Regions from separate parts of the Mus musculus genome. Here region 1 is linked to region 2. A link is a contact called in public HiChIP or PLAC-seq data. All regions are on one chromosome and are shown on one strand. Each heading gives the region's core, a stretch centred on a gene start, on an enhancer-like site or on the middle of the called end of the contact. The rest is flanking DNA. Distances are from core to core; before and after follow the strand shown. Region 1 overlaps Gm34196 (a long non-coding RNA gene). Region 2 overlaps Gm52045 (a long non-coding RNA gene).

Region 1 (5,008 bases), core at 2,313-4,812, 770 kb before region 2:
AAAATCAGTGATTGTCCCACTACAATGAAGCAGGATAATCATTGATTTTAAGACAACTTTTCATAATTTACTCTGATTGAGAGACTATTATAAGGTATTTTTCATCTTTCCTCTGTTTTGATGACAATGTTGTTAAATTCATAGCCAGTGTCACCATAACTTGATCAAAGCCCATGGCTGCCAAGGCCACAGGCTGTTACTTGCTGCTCCTGTACTATTAAATAGACATGGCATCCAATCGCCTCTTAAATATTGCTTTTAGCCTTACTCAGAGAAGCTGCTTTTTACATTGACCATCAGTGAATGCAGAGACACATGATGCTTAAAATAAATCACTGCTTAGTGTTCAGCTCTAAGAGGGACCATCCATCCCCTCTCAGGACATTTCAGAAAATGAGGAAAGACTATAAGGTAGAGAGGAGGGCACCGCTGTGTCATCTTTTGGGCACTATTAAGAAGCAGCTATTATAATATTGAAATCATAGCTCTGTTTGTATATGTTGGGCCTGTCAGAGGTCAGTCATGTCTGAGCAAAGGCCCTACCCCTCCAGCAGGAACTTTTGGCTATGAATGGAGGGTTGCTGGACTCATTGGCTTCAGCAGTGTGGCTTCTTGTGAGTCTCTCATACTCCTGTAGATCTCCATCCAGGCTCACTTAGAAAGCTCTGGACATAGAAGAAAAATAAAGCAAAAGAAAATATTCTGGAAATAGGAACAGGATTTGTGTGGAGGCAGAAGCAGGAGGGGGAAGTGGATAAGCCAGAGAAGAAGGATATGAACAAAATGCATTTTATAAACAGATGCAATTATTGACAAGTCTTTGTTTCAAAAAGAGCAAAAAATATTTTATTTAAGTAGTATATATTAACACAGCTCTACGCAAGAGCACAGGTCAGATCTATTTTTCCCCTACATACACACATCTCCCCATCTGTTAATTATAATTAAATATTCAGATCAAGCTTTGTTTTAATTTCCAGAATTAAGGCAGGACATATAATTATTTAGCTTTTGTGTCTGATTTATTTCAGTTAATATAATGTTCTCAACTTTCATGTAAATTTCTGAAATTCTAGGATTTCATTCTACTTTACGGCTGTATAATATTCCCATATATATATATATATATATATATATGTATATATATATATATATATATATAAAACATATAATATATTTTATTTATCAAGACATCTGCCATTTGGCACCCAAGATAGTTCTATGTCCTAGTTATTCTAAATAGTTTTACAATAAATATGGGTGTGCTTATATCTCTCTGGTATGATTTCATTTCCTTTGAATATATGTCCAGAAGTAAAATTCCTGGACTTTGTGATTGATCCAATTTTTGGTTTTGCAAGGAACTTTATATTGTTCCCTGTAACTTCTATAGTAATTTTCTATTCTCACCTACAGTGGGTAGGACTTGCTTTTCCTCTGTATCCCTATTAGCACCTGTTGTGCTGTGTGAATATTCTGTTACTGCTGTGAAGCTGCACATGGCTGTCATTTTCCAAGCATCACTCATTGAACATACCTTCTGTTCTCTGGTATATGCTGTTCCTTTGTTGCAAAGCAATTGGCTATAGGTTTAATTCTGAGTATTTGATTCATGGGCCTGTATTTATCTTTATTACAAGTACCAGGCTGTCTTTATTATTATAGCTATGCAATATGCCTTAAATTCTGGCATTGTGGTACTTCCAACTTCATTCTTGCTACTCGAAATTGTATTTGGGGTCTTTTGTGCTTTCATATGAATTTTGGGGTTATGTTTTAAAATTCTATAAAAATATTAAGTAAACTTTTTATGTTCTCTTCAGGGAAAAGAAAAATAAGAATGAAGAGTGTATTGCTGATAGTTGATAAACTATAGATGCCAACCCAGCCTGTAAGTGCAGGAAGCAGACCTCAGCTTTGCTTCCTAGCAGACTCATAAACCAGCCAGCCAGACTTAGTCTAAAGCTCTGAAGTGAATTCTGACTGCCACCAGGAGTCCCAGATTGTAAAGCTGAGAATCAAAAGCAAATCATCCCCAAATTACAGCCTCAAAAACCCTGCAACAAAATCCTAGGTCAATAACAGTTGGGAACATAATCTCAAGTAAGACAATTCTAAACTTGAGAACTTAGAAAATAAAATATTAGTAGTAAGCAATAATGATTATTATATAGAGATGAAACTCAGATTTGAAAAGGCTGTGTGGCTAGAGGCAGCAAACATCCCAAATCTGTTCAAAAGTCCTTAAATTTTCTTTCCATAAAAAATGGGACTTTTTTGCCATTTACACTCTTTTTATGTCTCCCATCTATTAGTTCACAATTAGGAACAGTTTTGAAAACTAACTTGAAATGATCTTAACTTAGGATGGTTGGGCCTGACTGATTTGCTGGTGTGTGTGATGACATCAAGTTTGTGGAGCTTATGAAAAATGAACTTCCTTTGGAGTGTGGGTCACACTTCACCTGATCTTCGACCACCATGAATCAAGTTTTTTTTGATTCTATCATCATTTTGCAGCCTGAGTATTCGTGAAGCCTAAACTTGCACCAATGCTTTCAGGACCAACATTAAGAAGGAAGAATTATTACCAGAGTCTCTTCAGGGACTACTACATAAAAGGAGCAAGAGAAAGGTCCCATTCTTTAGCACTCAGCATTGCGATGAAGGTGACATTGGCAGACTGTATGTGGCAGACCAATAATTGGGATAGCCATTAGGATCATTTAGATTGCATAAGAACTGTGGTTTAATAAAGAAAAACATCACCATTATACAACAGGAAATATTTCTTTTGAGCATCCTTCCAGTGTATTTTGCAAAATTCTTCCTTCTATAATCCAGCTATTATACTTAAAAGACTGCTTATTGGACTTAAAAGTTTTTTTTCAACATTTGGGATTGAAGAAATTGTAAAGTAACAAATGTAATATCATTCTGTTGGATTAAATAATCCAATCCAATAATCTTTGTAATCTGGAAAAGATCCCAATTGTTAACCTAATATTCACCCCATTCTTCTGCACAGTGTCCACTGAAGAGTGTCCTAGACACCATTGTAGATGAAACATTCATCCTGACAATGCCCAAATATGCCTAAAATTGCAGATGATGGTTCTGAGCTTTTCCGCCTGCTTATCTGTCTGCCTTCCATGTGACCCTAAATTAGGCATCAGAAGGTATAGTGTGTAATACAGATTCCAGGCACAATATACCTTCTCGCAATTAGTTGAAAGTGCTGTTTTGTAATTAAAGGGTGAAGTGGGGCATGATGAACATATGGAAAAGGAGACCCTTAATAAGTGATGGAGCCTTCAAAAGAAATTGCTAATTAGTATGCATTTGATGTGCACTATACCAATTTTAAGACTTTGCCTTGAATAAATTGCTATGTTGGGTGTTCGAAGGAGTGGTGAGATTAGCATTTACAAAGGGGGCAATTTTCTGTCTTCTTGACTCTGTTAAATGGAGGAAATAACTTCCAAGACTGGAGCAGTAGTTAGCCCATCAATCATTCTCACAGCTGGAAACTGGGGATCCCAAATGCAGAGATCAGTTAATCCGTCAGCTAATAAGTTCATAGTGGCACCATATGGCGTGGGGCCACTCCACACTGGGAGAAGGACAGAACTGTTTACACAGGCATGCTGCTTTCTCAGGTAGCTCCCTGCTGACAGAAACCTTTGTTCTGAAGGATCAATTTACTTTGCACAGTAAATTGACTGAATTGATCAGTTCAGAGCATATAATTGTTGGCTAATCCTGTGGAATCATGTCCCATCCATGTGAGTAGGACAAAGGGGTGCTGCCCATGGCTTGGTCTCGGGCTCCATCCTGGGGCTATTCTCATCAGACAGACTGGACACTGATTAAAGGACCAGCAGAGAGTAGAGATGTAGTGAGCATTGACTTCAAAGAGACGAGAAACTGTGCAACGTCTAGAAGGCCGTCTCTACTCAACTGATATCATGACATAACAAAGTAAAAACAGTCCGTCTAAACAATTTAGAACCAGCTATTTTCAAAACTCTGAAATGAAAAGTTACTGCTTGTCTCCAGAGCTAAGTTTCACTACTCATGTTCACTCCCAAAGTTACCTTTCGTTTTGGCAATGAAAGGAACTGAAAGAGAAAAAGAAGCTTAAGGTACATGTCCAGGAAAGCATGGACACTGGAAATGAAGTGAGAGATGCATTTCTTAGACATCGTGCTCCAGTGGAGGAGGCATCCACTGTTGTTCCTGTGCATAGGGTATGGGAAAATTCATCAGAGCCTTTCAGAGCGAATGGGAGCAAAATCTTCCCATTCCTAGCACACTGGTGTGAATCCTGGTGCTTTGTTCCATAGGCGTGTTTGATCTGACTTTGTTTTTTCCTTCTCACATACAAAATAAAAGAAGAATAAATAAGATGAAAAAAAATCCACCAATAGAGATAAATGTTGGACATAGTTCCCTTCAACTAAAGTTTTTCTTCAAAAGCTAGTGTCAATAGAATCATTTCACATCAATGGTTTGAAAAGAGACTTGTGTTCAATAGGAACTGAGGCCATTTGGTGTCCCTGAGCAGACATTTGCTTATTAAATGTCTGAGCACTAATGAACTTTATAGACCTGCCCTGAGAATTTCTACCAATTAGAGGGCTTTTGATTTTTTTTTTACCTATTTTATGGAGAATAAATGTCTGAGATTTGCTTCATATGGAAAAATAGCAGCAAATTTGACAGCATGTGGACTCTTAGAAGTTATTTTAATCTTGCTCATTATGTAAACCAACACATGCTTGGTGATGTTCTAACCACCAGAGAGAGGGATATGCTCTATGATAGATAATTCCAAATGATCTAATATTATTTATCTCAAAGTACTCTGAGTGTATTTCCCCAAATTTCTATGGAACTGAAAATTTTCCCTTTTATAGTCTTTTATTTCTATCACTACATCCACAGTTCCTAGGATTCCATGGTGTTTTAAAAAGCAAAAATCAAAGAATATTTTTTCTGATTTATT
Region 2 (4,983 bases), core at 46-2,545:
ATTGATACAGGGTGATGTGAAATGACTTTTCTTTCAGCTATTTCTGTAGTGCATTTTAAGTATTTTTCTTATAAAATAAACTCATTTAGCAGTAAGTTTGCATTGTGCTTTGATCTATAGTTGTATATGACTATGGGGAGTACAGCCATGAACTTACTTCCTGAAATACTTCCTAGCTCTCCATATTTTTACTTTTTTCTACAGATCAGGCAAAGGTTGACATACATACAAGCTTATATCATTGCGCTTGTGTCTAAGACTTAGAAGACTTTGTAAAAATCAAGTGTTTCACTTCTAATACAGCAACGTGCACCCTCTCAGATCCCTTCACAAATAACCTGCCTCCCTTCAACATGGTCTACAGTGTAAGGACCAGAGATGTGACTTTTCTGAGAAGACCCTGTGCACAAGTGTGGAAGTGTGGAGGAGAAAGCAGATTATTCCATTAAGTATAAGTGTTCCCTTTAGGACAGTATAGCGGTAGACAGCATAAACAAAAACAGGTTTTGCATCCTAGCTGTACACAGTACTCCTTTGTGTAGTTGACTGACTGCTGACAACAATTAAAAAAAAAAAATAACTGTAGCATTCTGCTGTCAAACTTTCCAGATACTTTATAGAGAACTTCAAAAATATGATTCCTTTTTTCTCAAATACAACTAATTTGAAAATTAATGTAGTGCCACAAAACATGAATGCTCCTTGCCATTGAGGAGGCTCCTATCTCCCAACAATGGGCAGAATTTCACAACCTAGTCTTTCAAAGAAGTGTACTGGTACCACATATACATGCCTTACATGGCAGTGAGGCCAATATTATTAATATAAAAATTTCAAAAGCATTATTTACCAATTTTGACAGTTGTCATGGACATCACTGTGTCATATGGCATTTTTGACAAAACAATTTGCTAGCTGATAGTTACAGGAGTACTGAAAGATTCCCTCCCTGCCCTACCCTTTTACAATACAAAAGTACATCCTTAATGTAACTTCTCTGCTGAAGAGAAGACTGGGCTCTATAAGACACCCTTCCCAGTGCAGTTTCAATACAAGGAAGTGAATGCAAGTGTTAACAAGGCCTAATCTTCTCTTTTGTATTTGTTTCTTCATTAAGCTCTAACTATGCTCTGGCTCTTGTGCCCTGAAGATTTGATGTGAAGATGGTATGACAAGCTTGGCTTCTCCTGATGCAGCTGGCACTCCTGATGCCAAAAGCCAGAGCCTATGGTAGTGGGATGAGGAGAGTTGTTCCCAGCACAGTTTGCCTGTCAGTTTCCCATCCGCCTCGCAGTGCAGCACCCCCTCCGCAAGTTCCCCTAATGAGAAGTGGAGGACAATACCAGTATTGTTGTTTCTACTGGCAATCGTGTGGAAAGAACAGTCGCTGTTTACCCAAGCATTTGTATTACCCAAACTCTGTGGATAATTACTTCTAGAGTCCCAGATTAACTCTGCTCTTTGCCTCAGCACAAAATATCTATTTAGATAGAAACCCAACAACTTTTCTGTCTCTTAGAGCATTTTAATAGTTTACCATTAAACTAGTTTCATATTTATCAAAAGACAAGAAACATACCTAGATATTTTGCACTCAGGACATCAAGAGTTTGTCAGACATATAAGAACTCCCATATTTAAGTGAGCTTGAAAGTCACTCTCACTCCATCTGCCCCAGCACCATCCTAAAAAAAAAAAAAAAAAAAAAAAAAAGCTGTAAAGCACACTCCTCCTTCAATTGGTATAGCCTTATACCTAGGAACTTATGGCAAATAAAAGCATATTTCAAGTAAGAATGACATTTCTGGTCAGTTTATCCCTGTCAGTGTCTTATGGAAAAATATGTAAAAGAAAAATGTCTACTTATTTAATTAACATACAATTTCATGATATGCCTTTGTTTACTAAGCCCTAGCAAAATGGTACTATTGCTATGTCTATTTCCATGATACTGGTAATAATTTTAATCTGTCACATCATTCTTACCCCCTTCATGTCCCACCCCACATGCATTCGGCTGTTAGCAGTATGCAAAACACCATCATGAATATGCGTAATTATGGAGATTCATGGTAATTTTTCAGGGTTATCTGATGTGACGTTTATAGGACAGCAGCATACATCAATTTAAACAAGAGTGACAAATATCTTATCCTTTATATTTCTATAGTATTTTTAATATTTCCTCAGCCCCTCTCCAGGGAGTAGTATGAAATGGTAAGAACTTGAATAATAAAAACGTTAAACAATCAAATGCTTTGCTAGATGTTTTTTTTTTAAGCAAGTTTTACAATGATTCTCTACCTGTTGAAGTTTAAAAAGTATACTGTATGGATTTTTTTACTTAACAATACTTTCATCAAGTGTCTTATACACTTCAAACCAACAAAAGCATGGGCTGCTGCACATGGCATTTTAAGATGAGGGCAAAATTGCTTAATTACTTTTAAACTATGGTTGCTTGCCTGACAGAACTATTTGGCAAACATAGTCCACCAATTTTATTAAGTGTAGGGACCTGAAACACTAATCTCTTTGGAGCATATTTGAATTTTGTTCTAAGTGAGTTGCACCTCTTGGAGACTTGCACATTATCTTTATCTCGGTGACTAATTAGGACTCGCTTGACAATTTCATATTTACAATGATTATGAAGTAGGAATCCTTTTTCTTGTTCAGACTGTTTGTCATGAATACTGTATAGTAATAGTTACATTGAAGACATAGAGACTCCCACAATATGATTGAGTGGCAGCTTAAGTTTAAGCTGAGTAAACGTGAATGGTATCAAGATGTCTCAATAGAGGGGCAATTATTATCCACTTCTCATGCCATCACTAAAAACAACAAAATAACTGTTCATTCAAGTCATTATATCAGCCATATTTTTAAATGTACTAACAATAAAGTCACTAAAAGTTGGCTTGATTGAAAATGTCACTCCTCATTCCAATCAAACAAATTCAGAATTCTCTTTTTCTCGGGCAAACACTTTCATGATTCCAGGTTGAGGATCAAACCTTTACAGTTAAATATTGTACAGTATTTTGTTACTAAAGCAATACCAGAATACTCTCTAAAGAATCAGCAGGACCTATTGTTTGAGGGTATTGCTAGTAAAAAATGACAAGGGTGGATACTGGGACATTGATCCAGAGGTTGTTGGAAGAAGCTATTTTGTACCACATATGTATAATTGTATGTTAAATCATTAAATATCATTGTTTATTGCTTAGAAATAATTCCTTATGAAAATACATTAAACGTTTGCCCCTTGTTAAGGTCCCAGTTTGATTAATAAACAAATCTTCTGGTATAGTAAACCCAAAACATAACAATGTTGTTAAAAGATTCACCTTTGTAGTGGGATGTTTTCTAAAGTGCCACTTTCAGCAAACACAGTTTCTTTCGATATACATGTATAACACAAACTAAAGAATTGATGCAATCATCCAAATAATTCAAGGGTAAAATACATGTGCTTCAACTATTTATTGCAAGGAAAAGTGAAGGATTTAGCATGAACTGTACAAAGGACTGTCTTGATTTTCTTCACTTTTCATGTGCAGACCTAGTTTACAATAATATTTGTCAACATTTGAAACTTATACATATATAATGCTGAAGTATCTCTCCACAGAAGATGACCACCACTCTTCTCATAGCAATGATTTATACTCTTTGGTTGTACTCATGTTTAGTTGAGTTAGACTCTGTGTGTGTGTGTGTGTGTGTGTGTGTGTGTGTGTGTGTGTGTGTGTGTGTGTTGTGTGTGTGTGTGTGTGTGTGTGTGCGCGCGCGTGTGTGTACATGTGTATGTGTGCAAATTAAATTGAGGTAAAACTAAATAGACTCATCATGTTCATTTATTAACTGCTTGGTTAATAAATAGATTCATATAAATGATACATTAAGTTTCAGAAAAGAGGTTCTTTAATATAGCCTTTCTAAAATTTTATTAATAAATATTTCTGAATATAGCCATAAATTAATTTGTATACATTTACATTTATAGTGAAATAGAAAAACTTTTGAGAGATGTTCTATATTGTACACATTTAAGACTGTTTTACAGTTAGTAAAACATCCATAAAGAAATCAAATATCAGAATTCATTTTCAAAAGTTTCATTGACACAATAAAAATTCAAATATGTGTCAGATTTTACACTGTTTCTTCCATGTTCCACATAGATGACATTTGAATTATTCTACCTTTTGTTTATTAAATGTACAAAGTATATTTTCAACCCATTTGAAAACTCTCTTCTGTTTATTAACACATGAGGACTCTTAGCTCTCTCCTGGGTTTACATAATTTCAACTTGCAGTCTTTACTTTAGCCACATAGAAAAGCATTCCAGAAAGAAGAAAGCAGCTGGTCATGTTTCTTCATCCTGGTACTGTGTCAGAACATGTTTTGTTCAATACTAGAAATTAAATCTTGATTCAGTTAAAATATCACTAGCAAGTTGGACTATAAGTGTTTTACTGGACAAACAGTGTCTAAATATTAAAAGACATCCAAATATTGTTTAAATCTATTTAGCCATGAAAATGAACTTTATGGGTTATATATTTAGCAGATGGGCTCATGTGAAACATTCATTTGTAATTTTCTTGTTTTGTAAAACATTATGCAATTGAAGCTTACAGTATGACCAAAATTCACTCTATCCCCATAGAAACACATGGAACAGAAACAGAATTAAGCATCTCAGAGTATTTTACTTCCCCAATGTTGTTTTAATTCGTTCAGAAAAATCAAATGTCTGTCTTTAAATTTATTTATGAAAACTCAACTTCCAGAGTCAAATGAATACATTTTATATAAACACTGAGCGAGGCCTTGATAGATACTTTCCTTTGGAAATGCTAAGGAGCAAAATATAATAATTTGGTGGCAAACATCTGTCTGTTAATCATATAAGATAAATTCATAAGAAATACAGGAAAGATATTTATTTACTGTTACTGCTAAGCC

Evidence for each region. HiChIP or PLAC-seq counts read pairs in DNA pulled down with a chosen protein or histone mark.
Region 1: an H3K4me3 HiChIP or PLAC-seq map of embryonic forebrain shows a contact between it and region 2, with 4 times the contacts expected there. The contact joins two enhancer-like sites. A contact is called at or near these places in 1 of 39 promoter capture datasets (hippocampal neurons), 1 of 484 Hi-C or Micro-C datasets (neural progenitor cells), 2 of 115 datasets of contacts at active chromatin or transcription factors (astrocytes and embryonic forebrain) and 2 of 9 other capture datasets (embryonic tail and embryonic trunk).

What each region holds. Positions count from the first base shown.
Region 1 is chr13:84,637,990-84,642,997 of GRCm38.p6, reverse strand. The region is part of intron 2 of Gm34196 (a long non-coding RNA gene); the gene reads left to right. Among named protein-coding and RNA genes, the nearest start is that of Gm34246, 35 kb to the left of the region's middle. Within about 2 kb of position 3,562, at least 20 of the 459 cell types and tissues checked have an H3K27ac peak or open chromatin away from gene starts, as enhancers often do. A contact at or near this core is called in embryonic forebrain, where this site is marked.
Region 2 is chr13:83,869,358-83,874,340 of GRCm38.p6, reverse strand. It overlaps Gm52045 (a long non-coding RNA gene), which reads left to right. Exons shown (of 3, transcript XR_003950631.1): 3 at 1,118-1,565. Among named protein-coding and RNA genes, the nearest start is that of Gm52045, 11 kb to the left of the region's middle. Within about 2 kb of position 1,295, at least 47 of the 459 cell types and tissues checked have an H3K27ac peak or open chromatin away from gene starts, as enhancers often do. A contact at or near this core is called in embryonic forebrain, where this site is marked.